5 separate regions of the Zea mays genome follow, and all the other regions are linked to region 4. The links are chromatin contacts, called in public Hi-C maps. All regions are on one chromosome and are shown on one strand. The core of a region is the stretch at or near the end of the contact, and the rest is flanking DNA. Distances in the headings are between cores, read along the strand shown.

Region 1 (2,748 bases), core at 236-2,735, 230 kb before region 4:
ATGTCATGCTCCCATGTATGATTGAGGAAATGGTTCATTGAATTGCAGTTGAATGATTTTAGTTGAGATCTGAAAGCTTATTAGTTATTACTTAGGATCATGTTGGTTTAGCTATAGAAGGCTACATCAAATCAATTGCTACTTACTAGAAGATTGTGCTTAGTGTCTAACATTTAGAAATGGAGCCAGTAAGCTCTAATCAGCAATAGAATCAGTTTTGTGAAACCCACATTAGTTGAGGCTTCTAGCTGCACTTTACACTACGCTATGGAGTATATGGACAGTGCATAGCAGTTAGATTGATTATTCCAAGCAACTAAACAGCATGGAAGAGCAACTGAATTTCAAATTTAGAGCACTTACTCGCTGATGCCCTCGTAGACTGTCCCAAACGAGCCACTACCCAGGAGCATCCCTCGGTTCCATGACCGGATCCTCCTCCTAAACCTCCCGTTCGGTGAGATATAGAACATGGATTCAGTGGTGGTGCTTGAGGTCTCGTCATCGTTGGTTGTTGATAGTGAAGAAGTGCCAGTAAAGCCCTCGGACGACTCCTCCAGCCTGAGATCGTCCAACATTAACAATACCGCCCCATCCTCGTCGTCATCCTTCTCCTCTGCAGCCCGGTGTCCAAAACGACGGACAGTTCTGCTCGCGGGAGCGTCCTCTTTCTCATCCGGCGCGAAGGACCGCAAGATATCCCACGTGGATCCCACGCCGCAGACAGCTGGTAGCGCCATCGAAGGCGGCGGCTTGAGCACCGGCGGCGGGCGCACCCCCTTGATTCCTCCCTCCCCAACTGCCCTCCTCACATCGGGAAAGGTGGACTCGGGCGGCGGATCCAGGCGTGCCGGCCGCTCCGGAGCTTCGATTGGGCCGTCCCTTCCCGTTCCGGCCAGTAGCTCCGGGTCGGCGTCCGCAGCCTGGGCGGGCTCCTCGGCACCCACCTGACAGAAAGGCGAGTCCCGCTGAGGGGAGTCGTGGTTGGTGCGTGCGGAGTTGGGGGAGCCCGAAGCGGAGGTGGAGGATCGAACGGCCTTGTGCGCCTCCCAGTCGGCCAGCGGGATGGCGAAGTCGTCGGGTCCGGAGAGGCCGAGACTTTCGCACAGGAAGCGAAGGTCCCTGCCCCCGTCGCCGTTGCCGCCGATGCGAAAGCTGTTGACGACGTCGATGGAGCAGGCAAGGGAGCCGGCGAGCGAGGCCCGCCCGGACCCCGGCGCGGAGGCGACCTGCGGGGACGGCGGGTACTGGCAGTAGTTGGTGGCGTTGTAGCTGATGTTCTTGGACGCGTTGCGGCGGTCGAGCCGGCGGAGGCGGCGCCTGGATGATCCGGAGCCGGAGCCGCCCGACGGCGACGGCGCGGGGTCCTGCGCTGAGAAGGGCGGGCCCATCGGTGGCGGCCTCAGCTCATGGGCGCCCTGGAGAACGCAGGGGCGAGGATCGAGGGGAGAACACCGAAAGCGAGAGGCCGAGAGCTCGGCTTGGGGACGCGGGGAGACGGCAAGCGGCAAGCGGGGGGAAGTTTTTTTTTTTGTAAGTGGCCGCGGCTGAGGCTTTTGGGTTTTTCGGTGGGTGAGGTGGTGGAGGTGGCCGAGCGTATGGGAGATATTTAACTTTCTGCCATTTGATCCTAATAAAACCACTATTAGGATGGCACCTACAATTTTATCATCGGGAAAAATCTTTATTTTTTTACCAATTTAATGATATGGTTTCACGTGCCAGACTTGTCGCAACGAAGAGACCACATAAGGGCTTGTTCGGTTATTCCTGTCCCATGTGGATTAAATGATATTAAAAAAATTATGAAGATTTTGATTTGTTTGAGATTGAAACTCATCCAATCTCATTCAATCCACATGAATTGAGTGCAAAACGAACAGACCCTAAAAAGTTTAAAAATACCCTTATCACTTTCTTGCTTAAAGAGATCCTCGCAAAACTGATTGTTGCCATACTTCAAGCCATTATTGAAGCCTTGGCTGGACCAAATGCAGATATGTCCATCCTCAAAACCACAACGAGACCTTCTATAGTGTTTGCTTGATGTATGATGGATCTAGAGTTTTGGACCACTATCATGAACAGGGGAGAATTTAGAGAAATTTATCGGGGTTAGCAGATCCTGATAAATTTTATAAATCCTTTAGCAAAACATTGTTAAAGTTCATAAAAGTTTATATAATATAGCAAAGTTGTTCTTGATGATCTCGACAATATTTTTGGCTGGATTTGCCGCTGTCATGAACTAGAAGATGCCTCTATCCTCGTTGCCAGCGACAACAACTGAGAAATGCGTCACTCACTCAACGTGCAGTCTATGACAACGCATCTATCGGAGATGAAATCTCCGGCCGGGTGGCGGAGTGCACCCGCCCTAAATCCTAAGATGAGGAGGGGCCTAAGTGTTTTGCTCGTTAGTTGAAAAATGGGAAGAATACAAGAACACACAAGGATTTAGAGTGGTTCGGGCCGCCGGAGCGTAATACCCTACTCCACTGTGTGATGTATTGCATGAGAGATTGAGTTGTCTAGAATCACTTGGGCTAAGTGAGCCTGTCTTGTAACGTTGCATGCCTCCCCTTTTATAGCTAAAGGGGGCATGTACCAGAGTGCTGAGCCCCGACATGTGAGCCCAGGAACATAGCGGATGTAGCCACTGATATCTCCTGCTGGAGCAATCTTCTTGCGCCCTGACACCCGAGATCTTGTACAGTCTCGGCGTGCAGGGGAAGCTTCTCGCACAAG
Region 2 (2,931 bases), core at 15-2,514, 150 kb before region 4:
TTGTCCACACTAAAACATGTCTCGCTGCATAAAAATAATCCTACCATCAACTTGTTTTTTGTTTCATCAAGATGGGTTCAACTTGCCATCACATGATTCTAATGGCATAATCATGTCCCTCATTTCTTATCTGCATGTTGGTCATGACACATGAGGAGTAACTACTAACCCATTCCAATGTATAAAGAACTAGCACAATCTTGATTGGCATACAATACATGAAAGAATGGGTTGGTTTATCACCATGGCATTCCATATGATAACTTGCCCATCTAAGAGTGAATCAACACAAAAGACGATAGGATGCTACCAAGGTGGACGACCTCATAATAAGCTGAGATCATTTTGCATATGGTAACAGGCCTATGTGACTATATCATCATATAGTAGGGGCTCAAGTAATGGATGAGTTTGGATTCAACCAAAATATGACAAACGGCAGCAAACAATCTAGTAAAAGCACATACATTGATAGTACAAGTTCACTTACCAAATCCTCCCAAAATCGACCTGAAACTGCCTTTTTGAATCTAATTATCCACTTGCCACCATTCTGGTTTGCAGGATCCTGGCCAATTAAAAACCATTAACCATTTGCAACATGGACAGACATCGTACATGTAGACAGAGAGACGACAGAGAATGCCACATTCAGAACAATACCTCCCAGAGGGGACGGATGCCATCCTTGAAGAGATGAAGGTCAGTGGGGCTCGGCAGGGAAGAAGGGCGCGCAAGGTGGCAGTAGCAAACCCAGAACGATTCGACCTTCAAGTATTCAAAAGGAAACAGCAGTCAGCTGAACTGAAGTTAGGAATCTCCCCCATCAACTACAGCCATCCGAGAGACACACTGTGCTGAAATCGATGATCTTCTTGATGTTGTCCTCGTACGACTGCGACCTCGCTCCAGGCGTCCGGCGAGTGTACCAGAGCACGAGTTTGTGCTGCAGACAGGCAGCCAAAATTCACGAGTCAAATCGACTTATACAATCCCACCAATCAATCTACCACGCACAACGCAGATGAAGGTGCATAGTCACCAGCTAGTTGAGGCGTGTGACAGATCTAGCTGTGGTGGAGTCTTACCCTAAGGGGGTGAAGGCCGGACTTGAGGTCGCGGTTGCGGCGCTCGGTCTCCTCCGAATCCGCTTCGTCTTCCTCGGCGGCGGCGGGCGCGTTATCCTTCCGCGCGTGCGGTAGCTGCTGCTGCTCCTGCTCGGCCTCCTTATTCTCCGCCGCCGCCTCCATGGTGCGCCTTTACTGCTTGACTGGATGTGGCTAGTCAGAACTCTCGGGCAGTAAAGAAGGATCGCGAGGAGCCGAGGAGGGGAACGAAGAGAAGGTGACAAAAGGAGAGTGTAAGGAGTCTTGGGCCTTCGGAATGGGCCTTTTGTAGCTGAAATTTCTTGTTTTTATATGAAATTGTATAGATTAGGTTTGAGTCTTAAATTTTGCTACAATGTGTATATATATAGATGCACATATATAACAAAAGTTTTTGAAATCTTAAGCATGTCTTTAGAGGGTGTTGGGGCGAAGGCAAAGACGCTACCCTTCGTTCCAGCCTTCGTTTTTCTCGCTGTGCCAACGGAAGCAGAAGAACCGGCGAGGTCCACCCTTCGCCTCCTACACTACGAGACGAAGGCCTACGACGACGTCGCCCCGTCCCACGTCCTCACTCGGCCTTGAGGCCCATGAGGGATTCAGCCCATTGTAACAGGTCCCGCACGGAGAAGCGTGTTACGGGCTCGATTTGTAATACCTTTTCTGGAATGACAGTCTGTAACCCTCCTTTATGGGAATATTCCGGGGATAGTGCAGGTGTCTGAGGGTACATGTGTCCTTACATCGAAACGTTGGACACTCAGGCACCTATAAATACCCCCGTACAGTGCCCTTGAGAGGCTGGATTAACAGAGCTATTGCCATCTCAAGTTGAAATCCTATTTATGTTGCTTTCATTCCCCCGTTGGATCAACTTGCCCAGGAGAGCAAGTTCCAACATTTGGCGCTCATCGTTCGTGCTACGAAAAATCCACCCACGATGACACCCAAGAGAGCTAGCTCGAAGGCAGCCCATTTGTGGACGAAGCCGCGAAGGCAGCGCTGCTGGCTGAGAAAAAGGGCAAGGCCCTTGCAGACACCACCCACCAAGAAGCCTGCGAAGACGACGCACTCAACAAGAGGCAGCGCAATGAACAACCTACACCCGAAGGCAGTCTCCGCACCTGCAGCTCCAGAGGACAACCGCAACCTCCCCCAGGCTTCGCTCCACCGGAGGGCGCGGACGCCACTAAGGATGGCGAAGTCATCGGCGTTTCAGCAGAGAAACAGCTACAACTACGGGCCTTGCGCATCAAGAACCGCAACCTCCAGAAGCAGAAAGAGATCATCGAGGTCAAGCGCCAACGTGTCTCTGCGCAGGCCAAGGTGCGCCAGATGATACGCGACGAGGAGCAGAGGGCTCAGGAACTTGAGCAAGAGATTGCGCTCATGCAGCGCGAAGGCCAACTTGATCTGCAACACGGCACACCCCTCCAACAGCGTGCGCCATTCGAAGACCTGTTCATTCCTCAACGCGGACCCGCCATCCCGCACACCACAGCATTCCAAGGTGTCAACTACCTTGACGAGCGGAGTCCCCTGGCGTCGCACCTGCAAGTATCACCATGGCCCGCCAACTTCAGGGCAGGGACCTACCCCAAGTACAACGGTAGCACCGACCCAGCACAGTATATCATGAGCTATCAAGTCGTCGTTGCATCATCCGGAGGGGAGGACGCCACGATGGCCAAATCATTCATCATCGCCCTCGAAGACCCGGCTCTCACCTGGTACACCAGGTTGCCCCCGTTGTCCATCGACTCCTAGAGAAGTCTCCAGGACAAATTTCTGCTCAACTTCCAAGGGTACCGTCCAGACACCGACG
Region 3 (2,865 bases), core at 186-2,685, 150 kb after region 4:
GCGCAACGGGGCCTGCGACGAGTGCCCTAACCTTAGTAGGAGGAGGTGGTGGTGGGTCGGTGGACAGAGCAGTGCAGAAGGCCAGGCACGCGAGGGGTGGTTCTGGGGTTGGCGCGGATGGAGCGAAGCAGCGGCGAAGGTGGCCGAGCGGAGACAGGAGGAAAAGAAAGTGCTCGGTCCATACGCCCATACGGGCGACATGGCGAGATGGAGTGCGCGGCGGAGGAAGACGATGGTCGAAGGCCTGGGCTAGTGGAGCCGGCCGCGACGCCGGGGATGTAGGTCGCGGCGAGATCTGGAGGAGGCAGGTGTGCGGCAGTGGGCATGACGTGGGAGTGAGAAGAGGCGGCAGTGAGCCGGCGGCGTAGGAGAGAGAGGAGCACGAAACGTCCATAGGTCGATTGAAGATAAAATTTCGGGTCCGGTATAGGTGTCGCACGCGCACAGGTTGGCACTGGCGGAAACGCGGAGGAGGCCTCGATTACTAGCGTCTTTTAAGACTTTAGATGTCTTGATGAGGAGCGCAATCCCATCCATTTTGGTTGAGGCCCCAATCACAGACACTATAATAACTACGGGTAGGATTGACATGGAAGCCAACAATTTCTGCTCCCAAAACTCTAGTCACCACACACCCACACCTGACACCGGTAGATTCTAACTCCTCTACCTCAATATTAAAATAAAGTCATTTTGAAGGGGTAGCTAGAGATAGGCAAAGTATGTCGTTTTAGATGTAAGTACTCCATTTTGGACGGCTTTACCCTCCAACTCTTTGTGCCGAACCCAACATATCGCAAAAAAAAAATTGCTGAGCAATGAGGAAACCAATCCTAGGACCTCATGTCCCTGCTGCCTTTAACCGTCTGCAATAACAATTCAAGTTGCATCATTTTTGTATCCACAGTATAGCTACAGTGCTGTTTAATATGGACAAGCTTGATAAATGTAACCTAATTAATCACGCATAATTATATCCTAAACGACTTCTATTCCATATGGAGGGAGTACATCACTGCATAGCTGCATATGCGTCGCTTTGATTAGCCATTTATGCTACCTGGGATTTCAGCTGCCAGCATCAGTATCCGTAGTCAAAAATTCAAAATCAACAAATCAACAGAATTATCGGCCCAAATGGAAAACAAGAATGGAAGCCGTACTGCAAGATTCAAAGCACGTGAAACATCACATGATCCAGATTTCGAAGTTTCAAACCATGTGGTTCCCATGCACTCGAACCACGTGTGACGCGCCGGAAGGTCTGGCATATGACTGCGAGGCATGCTTCGTTTGTCCACAAAATTCAGTGTGTTTCCTCCTGGTTTTCGCCATGCGTCGCATCTTTTTCTCCGGCGCGGACCGCGGAGAAAAAAAAAATAGCCCGGCTATGCCAAAATCACCCCCGGCACGCTCTTCTCTACGCGCCCCTACCGTCCCGGCGGCGGCCAGCGCTGGGCTCTTTTGCCGTGCCCCGCGGCACTGCCCCCACGCCATCCGCACACACCCACTGGAAAAACAGCAGCCGCGCGTTACGGCGTTAGCGGCCAAGCCACTTTACGCCAGTGGCCGCCGGCAAGCGCGGTCAGGTCGGGACTCGACGGAGAGAGCTCTCAGCTTCTCCCGACCTAAGTAAGCTAGGTGGACAACGCCTGCAGGCTGCGGCACCAACGCGGCCTTCGCCGCGACCCCCTCCCCATCTCCCTCCTCCCTACCATGCGCGAGGGCGAGGCCCACGCCCACGCCCTCCCGTCGAAAACCCAGCTACTCCCGTGCCTCAAAGATGACGAGCCGCGACAAGGTGGGGTGCTCCTCGATCCCGCTGCCCCTCGACCGTGTCCTTGCCGCGCTGGTCGCCAGCACCCAGCAACTCGGGAGGGGGTGGGAGGCGGCCTTCCGCGTCCGATGCGGGAAGGCAGCTGGAGCGGCGGTCGGGGAGGCGGAGGGGAAAGGAGAGGTTATAGAGATGCACACGCCGCTGTTCTACGCTACCTGCGCCCTCGGCGGCGTTCTCAGCACCGGCCTCACTCACCTCGCTGTAACGCCGCTCGACCTCGTCAAGTGCAACATGCAGGTCCGTCACTGTCAGCGATAGGTTCCTTCGCTTGTTCTCCTTGTCCATGTCTCAATGACTAACACAGCTGCTGCCTGCTTCAATGTCCCTTCACTCAGGTGGATCCTAGCAAGTACAGGGACATTACATCTGCCTTTGGTGTCATGCTCCATGAGCAAGGACCCCGTGGCTTGTTCAGGGGATGGATGGCCACACTGGTTGGGTACAGCTGCCAGGGGGCCTGCAAGTTTGGGTTCTACGAGTTCTTCAAGAAGTGCTACTCTGACATTTCTGGTCCCGAGAACGTTGAAAGGTTGAGGACTTTGATCTACCTTGCAGCTTCCGCGTCCGCTGAGGTGATTGCGGATGTAGCTCTCTGCCCCATGGAGGCTGTCAAAATTCGGGTCCAGACACAACCGGGATTTGCTCGCTGCCTGGTCGATGGGCTTCCGAAGATTGTCCAATCTGAAGGTGCCTTTGGGTACAGATACTGCATGTCTTGTATGATCTGTGTTATTGTTCAAGGTTTTTGGGGAGCAACAATCTTTTAACACTGGGTGCAAATTTCAGGCTTTACAAAGGTCTACTTCCTCTTTGGGGCCGCCAAGTTCCCTGTAAGTCAAAAATGGATTGCTAGTTTATACAGTTACTTGTTAAGGGCTTATCGGTGCTTAGCTAATAGTTCAGCTATTAGCTACTTTTAGCAAATTAGCTAATAGTTAACTAGCTACTCACTACATCTCAAATTAGTATTCACTTTAGGGTCTGTTTGGAATCATCCAGTTTTTAATAAATTGATTTATGAAAACTGA
Region 4 (2,729 bases), core at 71-2,570:
AGCAGTACAGCACAGCGCTAGCTAGTGTGAACCGCAAAATGCTTAGACGCGAAGCCTCAGGAGACAGAGACACAGCGCGTGTCCTTCCGAGCACTTTCTGATTAGATTAAGCAATCGCGAAAACTGTACTAATAATTCTATCTTTAAACAAAATGGAGGCAAATCTAGCAGAAGTATCCGATGCTCTCGGCTCTCGCTCGCTCAACAATCCATGTCCAGATGAGTACAGGTAATTAATATTTATCTTGTTTTATCTTATGTAAAAAAACAAAAGAATCTTTGGTGGAAGCTGCGCATGCATGAACCTAGCTAGGCACTCTCCTTGCAATGTCGTCGACAAGAAAAAAGATGGAGCAATGCATGTACGCTCACTGCATTGCGATCGATCTTTAGAGAGCGCGAGGCCTAGCAGAAACTCCACAGCCTCATCAGCTCGCCGTCGTCCTCGGGCTCCTCCCACGCCGACGACGGGAACGGCGCGGCGCCGGTGTCTATCAGATCCATCGACTTGGGCGAGGCGAATGCCTCCAGGTCCGTCCACAGCTCCTCCCCGCCGGGCGGCGAGCCTGTGCTGTCGTCCGCGGCAGACGATGATGCCGTCGCGTGCTCCTGGTGGGCGTGATCGGTGCTGCCCTGCGTCGACAGCGAGGCAGGCGTCGGCGTCGTCGTCGCGCTGGCGCCGATGCCGGCGGCGTCGCCGAACGCCGCGGCAGCCGCGGCCGCGGCGCGCTGGATGGACCTCGGCGACATGCCGCCGCTGGCACCCGGGTCGTCGTCGTCCGGGCGGCCGCCGCTGCTGTCATCAGCACGCCGGTGAGTCGAGGACGCGGACGAGGAAGGGAAGTTGAGGACGGCGTCGGAGCCCTTGAGGCACAGCAGCGCGGCGTCGTAGGCGCGCGCCGCGGCCTCGGGAGTGGCGTAGGAGCCGAGCCAGATCCGGCGCTTCTGGTTGGGCGCCCTGATCTCCGACACCCACGACCCCCAGCTCCGCATCCGCACCCCCTTGTACGGCCTCGCCGCCGCCGCCTTGCCGCTCTCCCGCATGGCCTTGCTGTCGGAAAAGGCGGCCGCCGCCGTGAGAACGCCATTGCTGCTTGGGTTCTTCACCATCATATATATGAACTGCCGTTCGGCGTGCGCCGCGGCGCTTAGATCTCCCCCCTGCTGTTCGTGCCTTGGGCGGGGAGGGAACGGGAGGAAGGGAGGAGAGTGACGCTGATGATGCGTGAGCAAGTGGACTCCATCGTATATATAGTGGCGCTGGCGCGGCGTCGAGCTCGCCACTGGAATGAAACGCCGCGCCTACACAGTGTCACACCACACGCACTAGCTCAGCTGTGGAGAAAGGGTTGGGGCTACCGATTTGGAAGACGCGCGCGCTTAGGTGTCATGCATGCCACCCTTAAAGTGTACATGCATGCATGTACTTCCTCGACGCGCTCCGCTTTTCTAATTTAGTTTCATCGTTCACATGATACGAGCTTGGACAAATCTGTGCTGTACTAGCTTTACTTCTTGGTCGAGTTCGTCGAACACGGACACACGGTAGTATATGTAGTAAAAACAAATACACGTTCGCTATTTTAGATATCATAGATAGATATACGAAACAGTACTTTGAACACTGATCGTCATTACATTAATATTTATAAAATGTAGTAGAATCATGATATTGTCTTGCTAATAAAAATTAAAAAGTTACTAACATGACATGTTTCAGAAGACACCATTGTTCAAAGTTTAACCAAAGTAAAAAGAACGTGCTATGTCAGAATGAAAATGTTTTTCCTATTTATTAACCAACCGGCCGGGAGGGTGGTGGTAATAAGTTGTATAGGGGTTTTAGATATTTATGCGTTAAAAACTTTGCGGGGATCAGTGATTATATATTCTTGTTGTTACTAATAGTAGAGTACTTTTCAATTATCCACGTTAGACACGATAGATAGAGAAAATAAATAAATTATGTAGGTACCTTTTTACACACATCAGAAACACCCATCCATCGCTTCAACAGATTCTATTCACGATCCACAATAACCATGTGAACTTTTCAATAAAATAAAATAAAAAAGAATTACCTGCCTTCATCATTATGAAAATACTTCAAAGTAACCCCTTAAATTTACATATAAAGTATCTACCTTTGTCATTATAAAAATAACCTAAGCTCACTACTCCTTAATATTTAAACTAACCTCATAAAAATTTTGCCGATCCAATCTTTGGAGATCGTCACATAGCAGGATTTGCGTACATATACGTTCTTAGGAATGAGCATTTGAACACACACCCTCCTTCTTCAAAAATTTGAGACTAACCAGCAGACCAAACATGTTTTAGTGTTCAAAATAAAACAATAATTATATTTGAATAAATATCTAAATACATATTTATATGATATATAACAACTAACCGTCGAAAGCAAGAGCTGCTAGTAATTAGAAAAACCCGGACCCTAAGATAACTGTGAGCGCATGCAACGTATGGTAAGAACATATAACCCTTGCTTTTTAGCTGTGCCGACTTTGCTTTTTAGCTGCTCTTACTTGAGAAGGTACTCCTACGTGCCCAGCCTAGATAGTAGCTGTAGACATGGCATATGGGAGGACGGAGGAATGCAGCAAAGCCCGGCCACTGGAGTTTCAGGAATACTATTATTCTGCGTGAGAAAGAAAAAAGAAACGGAGATCATCACATGCACGCACTGCAACTTCCGTGATGCTGTC
Region 5 (2,768 bases), core at 265-2,764, 180 kb after region 4:
TAAAATCAATAAAAGATCATTGACATATGAAAAAATGTTAGGTGCTCTAAATTACATGGAAAAAATAGAAATACACCAAAAAACATGTAGATATGTCTGATTGAAGTTAAACCAGATTCCTGCATTTTACAATATTCAATGTATAACCATGTGTGAGGTAAGGACTTTGTAAATACTGTGAATGCAAGGAATACTGACCTCAAAGAGAAACGAGTGTTGCTTCGTCTCAGGATCATATTGTTTGGTTACTTTATACCCGGGTCTGCCAATCTTAACTGCAAAGGGAGGAAAGAAAGTTAATGAGAACAACTGACAAGACAATACTGTGTTGATAACTTAAGTTTGACAACAAAACAGAAAAGACTAATAAGGGCAGACCAAGTGCCAGAGGGTCTCACATCACTACATGAATGGGTTTGAGGAAGGGATAAACCGAGGCAAACCTTTCTTCCGCAAATGCGGAGAGGCTGCTTCGAACCTATGACCTAGAGCATCCATTTGGTATCAGGGAAACCCAGAGAAATTTAACTTAACAGGAAAGCTTTTTACCGGGCAACTAAAAAACAACAAGTTCAGGTTTGTTCTTCATACTCTTAGACCTCCTTTGGAACCCACACATTTGACCAAAATTTTGCAGGAAACAGTTCAATTCCAGCAGAATGCAGGGTGGAAAACACAATCCAAAGGGAATGTACTGTATTAAGTGAAATTATAAGAAACAAACATGGAAAGGTGGGCACAACAAAGTTGAAGTTGAATAATCTTCCAGGTCCACTTGCTATGCATCAATATTGGGTGAACTAAATTCCATTGATTAACTTGATATGGGTATAGTTTTGCTTCAAGATTTCAACTTTACATTAATCACAAAAGGAAAGAACAACTCGTTTTTCATCATTCTAAACACACTGCACATGCGTAATAGCATACTTCTATCTGATTGGACCATACAAAATCTAAGCAGCTGCAGAAAGTAAACAAGGAGACCTAGTTGGTAATTGACGATTCTAATTAACAACAGCAATTTTGCGGGTAAAAGGGGAGTGGAAATTCTTTTTTTTTTCACGCACCAGACTTGCGGGGGGCAAGCTTGCGCTTGTTGGGCTGGGGCTGCGCGGGCGCATCCTTGGCCTCTCGGGCGGCGCGCTTGGCGAGGTTGGTCTGGTGCCTCTTCCCTTGCGTGTGGGCTAGGTAGTTCCCCTCGTTGTTGTGCAGCGTCAGGCACAGCTTGCACTCATAGCTACAAACAATCAGAATCAGCGCATAGATCGAAGCGAATCGAGACGGGGGCGAGTTCGAAGAGTACGCTAGGGTTTAGGGCGGGTTACCTGCCGAGGTGGTTGCGCATGAAATAGGGATCCTTGGCGAGGTCGATGGTCTCGAGGGCCAGGCGGCGGAGACGCTCCCGCCGGTCAATAGCCTCATTCTGGGCGGAGGCGGCACCGCCGCTGCCGGGCTTGGAGCCCCACTCGCGATCCATGGCGTACGCTCGGTTTGGCTCGCCGCTGGCTGGCCAACCGCACCTCACTGGTCGCGTACGCCCACAACAATAAAGGCCCTTTGGTTGAGCTTTTTTATTATCAGTCTTTCTAAAAATTTGGGGTGAATAGAATTTCACTATGTAAAGAATCTGAGTATGTTGGGAATTGGGATTACGTACGGAGGAGGATGGAGTAGTTTAAAGGATTCTGGCTGTGAATAAAATCTGACTATGGAAAGAATCTAAGTATATTAGAGATTACGTACGGAGGACTATGAAGTGGTCGGAAGGGTTTAGGATATAGAAAGCGACATACTCCCTCCAGTGCAGTAAAAGAAGTCATCCTGCGCGTGACCGAGCGTGCACAAAAAGAAGTCATAGCACGCGTGGGTCTGGGATTTGGACGTTGTTGCCCCTAGTAATTGCACAAAAAAAAATGCATTTAAGAGGAATCAAATTTGAGACCTCCAGTCTAGAATGCCTTAGAGCTGCTGCAACAACCAATCAAGCTTGCTTGTTTTAGTGACGTTAATGCACCCATATCCCTATTTAATAGGGGCAAACAGGGAAAACTCTATGATAATTAATCACTCCTTGGTATGCACAATCATGTCCTAAACGACTACCTTTACTGCACTGGAGGGAGTATTCTTACTAATGTGATGACTCGACCGATTATGTGTTCATATTAATTTTGGATGTTTTTTACCAAAGCAATTCTTACAAAAACAGACTGGAAAGCTGAGGCGTTCGGCAGTCTGCAGCTTTTAGTGGCCAGAAACTAAAAAAAGGCCAAACAAATAGGGCCTATATAATTTGGTTGGAGAAATAAAAAATCATAAAGGTAAACCAGATAATTCTAACTAAATTGTTCCTACGTGGATCTATAGCTACTAGTGTTTGGGGCGCGCCCTTGGCGCGCTTGAGCTAGTTTGTAATTGTTTTCTATGATAGTCCTGTAAATTCTAAATTAGTAGTAAGTGGGTTCTTCAACATTAATATTAATTCATTTTGTGATTAGTTAAATCTATGTTATATTGTATCTAGGTATCACAACTAACCATGACAGCGAAATAAACGAATGGGCTGTGATGAATCTTGAGTGAGGGAGAGGTCAATGCATGTGCCAAACAAAAATGTCTCGTCACTCTTCACATGCCTAAATAAACCATATTTCTTAATGATAAGTATTAAGAGACTCCTTACCAAAACATGAAGGCAATCCTAAAACCATAGGAGGTGAAGCTAGATGCATCTAATGGCTCCACTTTCCATGGTGAGATTCTAT

The links. Hi-C and Micro-C count contacts between places; a contact is called where the count stands out from the background.
Region 1: a Hi-C map of tassel shows a contact between it and region 4, with 1.9 times the contacts expected there. The contact joins the promoter of LOC100272734 here to the promoter of LOC103634084 in region 4. A contact is called at or near these places in 2 of 25 Hi-C or Micro-C datasets (ear and tassel).
Region 2: a Hi-C map of leaf shows a contact between it and region 4, with 6 times the contacts expected there. The contact joins the promoter of LOC100193783 here to the promoter of LOC103634084 in region 4. A contact is called at or near these places in 9 of 25 Hi-C or Micro-C datasets (bundle sheath, ear, endosperm and 4 more) and 1 of 3 datasets of contacts at active chromatin or transcription factors (leaf).
Region 3: a Hi-C map of endosperm shows a contact between it and region 4, with 2.1 times the contacts expected there. The contact joins the promoter of LOC100502457 here to the promoter of LOC103634084 in region 4. A contact is called at or near these places in 2 of 25 Hi-C or Micro-C datasets (endosperm and tassel).
Region 5: a Hi-C map of leaf shows a contact between it and region 4, with 5 times the contacts expected there. The contact joins the promoter of LOC100272589 here to the promoter of LOC103634084 in region 4. A contact is called at or near these places in 2 of 25 Hi-C or Micro-C datasets (ear and leaf).

What each region holds. Positions count from the first base shown.
Region 1 is chr1:37,422,064-37,424,811 of Zm-B73-REFERENCE-NAM-5.0, forward strand. LOC100272734 reads right to left here and starts at 1,486. Exons shown (of 9, transcript NM_001147187.1): 1 at 364-1,486. The coding sequence starts at 1,391.
Region 2 is chr1:37,502,988-37,505,918 of Zm-B73-REFERENCE-NAM-5.0, forward strand. LOC100193783 (Eukaryotic translation initiation factor NCBP) reads right to left here and starts at 1,265. Exons shown (of 6, transcript NM_001138869.1): 1 at 1,089-1,265; 2 at 854-946; 3 at 664-768; 4 at 491-568. The coding sequence starts at 1,250.
Region 3 is chr1:37,810,113-37,812,977 of Zm-B73-REFERENCE-NAM-5.0, forward strand. LOC100502457 (Mitochondrial phosphate carrier protein 3 mitochondrial) reads left to right here and starts at 1,436. Exons shown (of 6, transcript NM_001196935.1): 1 at 1,436-2,074; 2 at 2,173-2,534; 3 at 2,624-2,667. The coding sequence starts at 1,784.
Region 4 is chr1:37,657,131-37,659,859 of Zm-B73-REFERENCE-NAM-5.0, forward strand. LOC103634084 (ethylene-responsive transcription factor ERF012) reads right to left here and starts at 1,321. Exons shown (of 1, transcript XM_008655705.4): 1 at 1-1,321. The coding sequence starts at 1,113. The coding sequence ends at 406.
Region 5 is chr1:37,834,171-37,836,938 of Zm-B73-REFERENCE-NAM-5.0, forward strand. LOC100272589 (Splicing factor 3A subunit 2) reads right to left here and starts at 1,515. Exons shown (of 7, transcript NM_001147052.1): 1 at 1,329-1,515; 2 at 1,071-1,240; 3 at 199-275. The coding sequence starts at 1,480.